Linked DNA regions of Danio rerio: region 1 is linked to region 2. Evidence: chromatin contacts called from public HiCAR-type data. All regions are on one chromosome and are shown on one strand. The core of a region is the stretch at or near the end of the contact, and the rest is flanking DNA. Distances in the headings are between cores, read along the strand shown. Region 1 overlaps plekha6 (pleckstrin homology domain containing, family A member 6). Region 2 overlaps plekha6 (pleckstrin homology domain containing, family A member 6).

Evidence for each region. HiCAR-type assays count read pairs that join an accessible place to other places.
Region 1: a HiCAR-type map of caudal fin shows a contact between it and region 2, with 4 times the contacts expected there. The contact joins two enhancer-like sites. A contact is called at or near these places in 2 of 18 Hi-C or Micro-C datasets (embryo and hematopoietic stem cells) and 1 of 4 datasets of contacts at active chromatin or transcription factors (caudal fin).

What each region holds. Positions count from the first base shown.
Region 1 is chr11:25,586,707-25,591,215 of GRCz12tu, forward strand. All of the region lies in intron 1 of plekha6 (pleckstrin homology domain containing, family A member 6), which reads right to left. Among named protein-coding and RNA genes, the nearest start is that of plekha6, 20 kb to the right of the region's middle. Within about 2 kb of position 2,460, at least 25 of the 62 cell types and tissues checked have an H3K27ac peak or open chromatin away from gene starts, as enhancers often do. A contact at or near this core is called in caudal fin, where this site is marked.
Region 2 is chr11:25,473,372-25,478,561 of GRCz12tu, forward strand. All of the region lies in intron 7 of plekha6 (pleckstrin homology domain containing, family A member 6), which reads right to left. Among named protein-coding and RNA genes, the nearest start is that of golt1a, 58 kb to the left of the region's middle. Within about 2 kb of position 3,025, at least 2 of the 62 cell types and tissues checked have an H3K27ac peak or open chromatin away from gene starts, as enhancers often do. A contact at or near this core is called in caudal fin, where this site is marked.

The DNA.
Region 1 (4,509 bases), core at 1,210-3,709, 110 kb after region 2:
ACACTGTTTATTCCTTCAGGTCATTAGCTCAATCGATAGTGTTAAGATTAAGATTAAATCAAAGGAACAGTTAACTTAAAAATATCTATTCGGTATTTATTTACTCATCCTCCGCTTGATACAAACTTGTTTGTGATTCTTTCATCTGTTGAACACAAACAAAGATCATTTTGAATGTTTTTATAGTATTTTTTGTTGTTGTAGAGTAGTTTTACTATATGTGTCGTTGGCTACCGGTTACCGGCATTCTTCAAAATATCTTCCTTTGTGTTCAACAGAACACAGCAACCATAGAAGTTTAGAATAAATAAGTGTTTTTGAACCGTGCTTTAGAAAGGTGTATATAGGTGTATAAAGCTATTATGGTACTTACAACACTTGACTTTTTGATGTTTTTGGTGTGGTAAAATCAAATCAAATAAATTTACTGTCATAAATTTTAAATTGTAATGATAAATTTCAAAGTTTCCCATGTAAAATGGTAAATATTTACACATTTACTTCATGTAATACATAGTGAAAAATAATAATTATATATTAAATAATAATAATTACATAATGATTAATAATTGAATGATAATAATAATATGATGTTAGTATTAATTTACTTGTAACATTGAAATATTTTTGGCGGCACACTTGGTAGTGATGTCGCCTCACAGCAAGAAGGTCGTTGGTCGAGCCTCGGCAGGGTCATGTGGCGATTCCTCCGGGTGCTCCGGTTTCCCTCATATAGTCCAAAGACATGCGGTATAGGTAAATTGGGTAAGCTAAATTGTCCATGGTGTATGTGTGTAAATAAGAGTGTATGGGTGTTTCCCAGTGATGGGTTGCAGCTGGAAAGATATCCGCTGTGTACTGTGTAAAACTTATGCTGGATAAGTTGGTGGTTCATTCTGCTGTGGTGACCCCTATTTAATATAAAGGGACTAAGCCGAAAGGAAAATGAAGGAATGAAATAAGCTTATTAATTTTATGTAAATTTGAATTGAAAATTACTGAATTGGTTGGCAAAAATAATTAAACCTACTAACTTGTAACTAATAATATTTGTACTTGTTGGTGTTGATAGCTAGTGAGATACTATAAAACTGTATCTCTTTCCATAGCAACTAAAATTACCACAACAGTATTGATTCAAGTATTAGAATGGTTCAAAAACACTATAGTATTCATTTTAATGTAGGGACGCTCAGCATCTTATGGATTGTTTTCAACTACATGTTTCTGGTGACCCGGGAAATTCATAAGGAGGGCATGTAGTACAAAAATGAATGGGAGACACAGAGAAAAGATTGTATTTTTGTGATTTATACTATCAAAAGAGAAATGAATAGAAAACAAACACATATGTTGGGCATGATCCTTATATCATGAAGAGGGCTGAGTTTTCTACTGAACTAAAATATATTTGCCTGTCACCGACACAGTAGATACTGTATAAGCTATCACGTTACATGAAAAAACACGATAGTAAATACTATAGGGTTTGGAAGTATACTATAGATAATTACTTGAATTAAACTGTTGTGGTAATTATATTGTTGTGGTACAATACAATTTTAGTAATAAACAAATTATTCAATAGGCTTAGTTTTCAAGGCTAAGTTTATCAGTTTACTATGCTACAATATTCTGTAGTATTCATTAACAAAGAACACATTACACACTTTTCTATATGGTATAAAACATGTTTATTACAAATAACTATATTTTCTCTTTGTTATTAATCTATGATATTATTTATTTATTTTGTTAGTGGGGAAAGTGCTCTACAATAATAACTGTCTAGTTTTGTCGCAAAGGTTGCCTTTATTTTTTGTTTGATCGATGAATTTAATATCAACAAACATTCACCACTGCTTCACATATAGACGTTAACGTTACAGTTGTTTACTCCATCAAAGTACAGAAGACTTTGATTATTGCAAAACAAGAGGGAGATTTCATTACAGTGATTACAGGCAGGGTACGTTATTTATATTCTCCTGGATTTTGTATAAGTGTGGTGGTGTTTGAATCTGATCTAAACAACAGATTCAACAAATGTTTGTACACATGGATGTATTCCCCCCTTTATGAGCGAAAACTTTTGGAAATCTATAAAAACGTATATGTATTAAACAGTCCAATGTGTAATGAAAGTAACTAACAAAGCAGCATGAATAAATAAGGTATAGGTGTACAATCACTTGAGTAAATGGTGAGTAAATGCCATTTTTGGCTGAACTATCCTGTTTAAGCAAATGCATGTTGCCACAAATCAAGTTTGGAGTCACTGTCATGCCAGTCAGAGATTAGAGCAGATTGTGTCAGACATCTGCTGTGACGAAAACACTTGGCACGTGGCGAGAGAAAAGAGAGCTTAACAAAAGGAGGCAATCACAGCATGGTGCTTTGTGTGGAGGTGGAGGAAGGGTTGGAGATCCTATTCAAGTCAATTATGCTTCAGAGGCTGCTATTGGCTGCTGGTCTATAATGACAGCCCCTCCCAATACTCTTGGTCCCACCCATTGATGGACTGAACACAAAGGGAAGAGAGACAAGAGGACAAAGAAAGAAGGATTCGGTCCTGTTAATGAATGATCTGCAATTATTTCAGCACAAGATATAATTGGAAAATTGATATTTTTATGCAACTGCTAAATGTCTATCAGTTGGTTGGTGTATGTGTTATATAACGTGGATGGGATTGGGAAAATTAAATTAATAATTTAAAATAATTAAATAAAATAATATAATGACTCAAATCAATCTATAAATTGTGTTTTATAGGCTGCTGTTGGCTGCTGCTGATGGCACATCGCAATATAATAAAATATTATTTTTATTTTTTTTTTTTATAAACGGCATTCATTTTATACCAGATGATTAATAAATATAATTATGAAAAATTAAATATAAGTATGTTTAAAAATAAAATAGCATTTAATTTAAATCCTGTTGGATAAAATACATTAACTGAAAATAAAAGTCACCTTTATTTAATAGCTGAAAATAAAATTTAATTAAAATTGCTGTTGGATAAAAAAAAAGAATTTAAAAAGTCTGCTTTATTTTAGAAGCTGCAAATTTAAATTAAATTAAATTAAATCATTAAATTAAATTTCTGTTGGACAAAATGAATAGAATATAAAAAGTCTGCTTTATTTTAGCAGGTCCAAAATGAAATTAATTTAATTGCTGTTGGATAAAATAAATTAAATTAATACAAAAATCTGCTTTATTTGATTGCAAAATAAAATAAAATAATTATGTTTTGATTAATTCTCAAGATGAAAGCCAAGCCTATCTGAATCCAATCATAAATGACATTACAAACAGTAGCAGGAAGTTTTTCCATCTGAAAACAATCTCCGGCACATATGCAGTCAGTCAGTCCAGCTGTATGAGCAGCACTATACCAGACTTTATAGTTCAGTGCTACAGCAGTGCTTGTCTGACAGACTACAGCATCCCACAACTCACAGACTCAACATGAAAGCTCATCAAGCTGCCCGTCTGCATCATTTATAGGAGAGAGCAGATTAACCAGATCCAGCTCAACTAACAGAACACTATAAACCCATCGCTCTTCACTGACACAGACTGCCAGTCATATTTCACAGTAAATCACAGCAGCTAGAGGATATTATGCTGACTGCTTGCTTTACAAATAAGTAGTTGAGACTTTGAAACCATTATTTGCAAAGCATGTAAATGAGACACATGGATAAATCAATATTACAGCTTTCACATGCATCTGTTATTCTAAACTACTATTTTGAAACAGTTTCAGAGGCCTAAATGAAATGCCCTTTACGACCTTGTCCTGTAACACTATATTTAGAGATCTCAAAATTATGTCAAGCCTTAATGTTTTGGTTTTGTGGCATGTTTTAAACCCATCTTGGCATAACTTCATGACTTTTCTATATGGTACCTATCAGTTAAAAATAAAAACAAATATATAAAATAAAATAAAACAAAATTGCTGTTGGATAAAATAAATTAATATGCAAAATAAAAATTAAATTAAATTAAATTAAATTAAATTAAAATAAAATAAAATAAAATAAAATAAAATTAAATTAAATTAAATTAAATTAAATTAAATTAAATTAAATTAAATTAAATTAAATTAAATTAAATTAAACCCACCACGGCATAATTTCCTGAAGTTTCTATATAGTACCTGTCAGTTATAAATAAAATAAAACAAATTTTAAATAAAACTATAATTAAAAAATAATAGAAATAAAATAAACAAACAAACAAACAAACAGACATACAAACAAACAAGCAAAAAACAAATAAATAAACCTGTGATATAAATAAATAAATAAATGAATAGATAAAATTATTTAAATTGAAATTAAATTAAACCCAGCTTGGCATAATTTGCTATACTTTTATATATGGTACCTGTGAGTTAAAAATAAAATTAAATAAAATTAAATAATGTATATTTAAAAACAAAAATGTATGTATTACATAACTAACAAATAAACTGAATAAACTAAATAAACA
Region 2 (5,190 bases), core at 1,775-4,274:
TCACATGGCTTCTGAAAGAACCAATAAGGTTTGTTTTGGTGTGTAATTCTGGTGTGTTTGAGCTTCTTTTTATGTTCAAGTTTTGTTGCCATGAAATATTTCTTTAAAACATATATGTTTGGTTTTTATGAACATTTTGAAGCATCAAACATCAATTTTGGGTGAACAGACTTCAACAAGAGACTGAAATAACTATTTTAACAACAAATATCTTCATTTTGAAGATGAATGTCATGAGGGTGAGTAAACAATGGATTTTATTTTGGGGTGAATAAACTTATACAACATATTTTGTTTTCATACAACTTAAAGGGATAGTTTACCCAGGTGAAAAAGAAGTGCTCTTAAATATATATTACAAATGTACATGAAATGTAGATAGTATGTTTAAAGAACAATTGGCACAAATAACATACTAAAAGAGCATTCTAAATGTGTTGGTTTGCATATTAATGTATTTATTATAAAGTATGCTACAAGTACATTGATAAAAAATATGCATAACTGCACTTTTAAAACATATGCTAGAACTCAATTATGAACTATTTATACATTTTAATGCATTTACAGAGAACACACTAATTTTATTCTTTCTTAAAGTATGTTTTATGTGTACTTTGTATAAGAACATTGTGAAATGGTGCCAATTTGAGTGTTTTAAGTATATGCATGTTATTTTTTTAGACATAACGAAACATATTTTAAATGCAAATGCAAGCTGCAAATGAGCATGTGCTCAAGCCTGTATTTTTAAATATTTTACTTCACACTGTTGTACAATGTGCATTGTCAATTGAAAAAGTTGAAAATTACAGTTTTCAAGCATTCAAAAACTGTGCAGTTATTTGTGTTTGTATTGTACTTTTACAGCATACTTTTATATCAAATACATTGTTCTGAATGATTTTGTTAATTATTGTTAAAATAAAGTAGGTCTTGTAATACTCTGCAAATGTATAGTAAGTATAGTAATAACAGTTACTGTGAAGCTTAAAATATTTTTCTACTAGGCTTAAAAAGTTTCCCCACTGAGCTTAAACAATACTTTAACCAGTTTTAAAACGCACTTCAGCTGTGCCTAAATTATACTTCATCTGAACTTAAAGTATCCTTCAACTGGGCTTATATTATACTTTAATTGGTTTTAAAATGCACTGCAGCTGGGCTAAAAATACACTTAATCTGAACTTAAAAAATATTTCATCTGTGTTTAAAATATACTTTAACTGTGTTTCAAATGTATCATTTAAATGTACTTTAAATAAAATACACTTTAATTGAACTTAAAGTATGTCTATTTTAACACAACATATTTCAAATAGCTTAAAGTTAATCTTAAGTATATATAAAATAACAATTAATATGTTTAAAAATAACACATGTAATATTCACTTATAGTATACTACAATTAAAATATGATAATTACGTCCAAAAAAGTACAACTTAAGAACTTAAGAACTTTTTTTCACCTGGGTATTTACTATTTTTGTACCTTTAGGCAGATCCTTTATTCTTTATTCTTTAATCTGTTGAACGAAGAAAGCTGAAAATCAGTGTCCATAATCTTTCATAGTAGCAAAACAACTACAATGGAAGTCAATTAGAACCAGTTTTCAGCTTTCTCCAAAATATCTTCTTTGTGTTCAACAGAAAAAGGAAAGTAAAATAAGTTTTGGAACGAGTGAAGTGTGAGTAAATGACAACGTTTTTGGTGAACTCTCCAATTAAGGTCTTTTTTAAGAAAGTGCAATCAAATAAATCAGTCATGCAATGTCTTATTTTTTATTTAAAGTCCATGAATATACCGGGGAACATCTGTGCAAGATTTAATAAAATAAATATTGTCTAGGACATGCAGATTAGATTCAGAAATATAATAACTAAATGTACAAATATAATTAAATCATTAACTGATCTAAAATGACCTATGGATTTACTTTATTTAATGATTGATAATCAATTTAACCAAATGTATGCAGGCATTTAAAGATACTTATTTACTTCTGTCCCCATTATTCATGCTCATGTTAGAAACGCAGACAGGTGAATCTGATCTTGTCATGCAGATGCAGGAGCAAAGAGAGGTGCTCGGAAATACCTACTAAATGTGGCTCAACGACACAATGGAGAAAAGTCACTCAGGGGCCCTCAGAGATATTGGAAACAGAGGAGAAAACACTACATAAGGATGACTAATGGACATGTTTATAGTAAAAGAGTGATCATAGTGTGTATTAATATCCTGGGGAAAAATAGCAGTTAGTATAAATGTGACTTTGCTCAGTGATTTATTATATTAAAAAATAGTATGAAACCTGAAAATGTAAAACCTTTGCGTGAATACAGCTAGACAGAATAACCGGTTTGAAAAAACACTGCAGTAAAACAAATTCACCACACGGGGGCAATAGAGAACAGTATAGTGTAATCTGTGAGCAAGTGTTGACTGTTTTGATTCAGTGTAAACAGCTACAAAGAAATTATTAAATAAAAGTTTATTTTATTGTTAACTGCTTAATATAAATAATATATATATATATATATATATATATATATATATATATATATATATATATATATATATATATATATATATATATATATATATATATATACTTATTTCTTTTTTTTACAATGTAAAAATGCATTATTATTATAAATATTAATAATATTAATAAAATACATCCTTGTAAAATCAAATTCTTATCAATTATATTACTGTATTCATGTATACTGTATTATATCATATGACATAACCTAAAACAAAGGCAGATAAACTACTAGTAGACATTATAACAACAAAATATATACAAAAATGACTTTAGCAACATTTTCAGCACCAACATTTAAAATACATGGTGACATTTTGTCATTTCAAAGGCATTTATTGCTAATAAGCTGATGACACAACCTCTTATTACTAAAACAGTCACCAACGTTTGATGAAACATACAGGGTGTGTTTTTAAATGATGAAACATGACACTGACTGGAAGCTATAATAACCTGACCATAAAAATATAATGTTGTAATTAAGCATTTTCCCCAGTGCCAATCCTTTCAATTAGCCTTTTAAACAATGACAAACTCCACTACTAGTCATTGCAGGGCGTGCCAACTACAGTTTCATACCATTTAATAGTTAACTGTTTCATAGGACAGTTAGTTAATTGACAAGACAAAACCTGTTGAGCAGGGCTTGTTTATGCTACTATACAATAATTTACAGTACAAATGTACATATATGTGACCCTAGACCACAGTCTTATGTTGGTAGGAAAAGCCAAAAATATACTGTATGAGTCAAAATTATCGACAAAATAAACATTTATTTTTTTTATTAACAAGTGTTCTGCTTCATTTTCAAAGATGGCCAAAGGAGCTCAGATGCACTGCAAAAATCACCAAAAACTCACAACACAGACTGCAATGGAAATGTGTTAGGGGACCCCAAAAAGTTAAAAAATAAAAATATATAAAACCAACTGCTTTCTGTTTAACTGTTGTCTGAGACATGAGAGGTGAGTTTTTTTATTCTTTTATCTTCTTGGTTATTTGTTGTTTAAATATTTTAGCTCTAATAATCTGATGAATTTAACTGACGTTAAATGAAACATAAGTCGGGTTTGTCACTTTTGTTGTCCCCAAAAATATTTATATTGTGGGAATTTGTGTGCATTTGTGTTGTCAAATTGATGAAGATGTTTTCTTAGGTTTTTTTTATGTTTTTTTTTTCAATATGTAATTTTTCTTAACTTTTCTTAAGCAAATTTGAGTATTTTCAGTTTTCATTTTCATTTTCATTTTTGGCATTACATTGTCTTAATCTTTGATTTAAATTGTTTTATGTTAAAAATGTAACTTAGTCTAACAAAGTGATTTAATGGACATTTTTGTTAGTTTGAAACCAAATACATAGAAAAAAAACAATAAATCATTCATTCATTCATTTTCCTTTGGCTTAATCCCTTTATTCATCAGGAGTTGCCACAATGAAATGAACAGCCAACTTATCCAGCATATGTTTTAGCATATGTTTAGTATTTTACGTTTTGTCAGTTTAGTTTTGTTTCTTACAGGACCAACCCAGATAATATATCAGATCAAAGTACTAAAGAGCTCAAATTCTATTTTAAACTTTTCGAATTAAAAAAGTTGTTAGAGTACAGACAAAGTCCCTTTAAGGCAAATCATTTCACTCGGCAGCCATCTTTGAAACACCTCTCGGGCAGTATGATCAGGCACTCTGTCTAAATGGGAAAACATCAAATTCTTAAAAACTGCTTGCCAAGTTTACAATTGAATTTCATATCAGGAATCACCAATGAAATTAAACAACTCTCTCTGTAGTTTAATTTATACACATCCAAATCACACAAAATCTGAAGATACTCACATCTAGTGACTGCCTCCTCTACTAGAGGGCGGGATTTATTCGCCATATAGGGATTAATGATTATTCGTTACACTTTTCCCAATTCAAAAACATACGAGTGACATGTCTTGTACAAATCACGGTAATAATGCAGTCATAGAGCACTAACAAAAAGTATCAGATTGAAACTCAGTATCTGCAGACACTCAATGTTAAATTACTCATATTTTACCCCCCACCCCTAAAAGAACAAAAAATCAGGACATCCCTAATAAGAGCACTCATTTCCTGTCTACTTACTGCTTTTTGTTTGCATACTTTAAATTTTTTCTGAAACTGATAGGATCATGTGTGTCACTCGAAGTAGAGGACAAAAACAAAAGTTTGCCTTAAGTTTTGCCGCTTGCATTGTGGAAGTTTACAGAAATCTGGCACAAAATCTGTCGCAAGTCCTTCTTGTACCTTTGTACCTGCCAAAAGAGAGCCTTGTTTAGTTTGATTGAACCTCTCCCTGAGGAAACTGTCAAACCCTCCTGCGCTATTGATTCATTTCTGGGCTTGGCAAGAATCTGTGCTTACTGTTTGCATTTGATTTTATAGTGAAGCCATTGTTCCTGTGCACGCGGGTTATTACTAAAAGGCTCTGAGCTGGCATTTTTATAGATGTGTTTAACTTTAACACAGTATTTAAACCTTCATTATAGTTTAACCAAGCTTCAAATGCATCTTTAAAGGGATAGTTCACCTAAAATTGAAATGTACTCTTTGTTTTCTCGCCGTCATTTACTGTACTCTCTATTTACTTTAATTAAATTG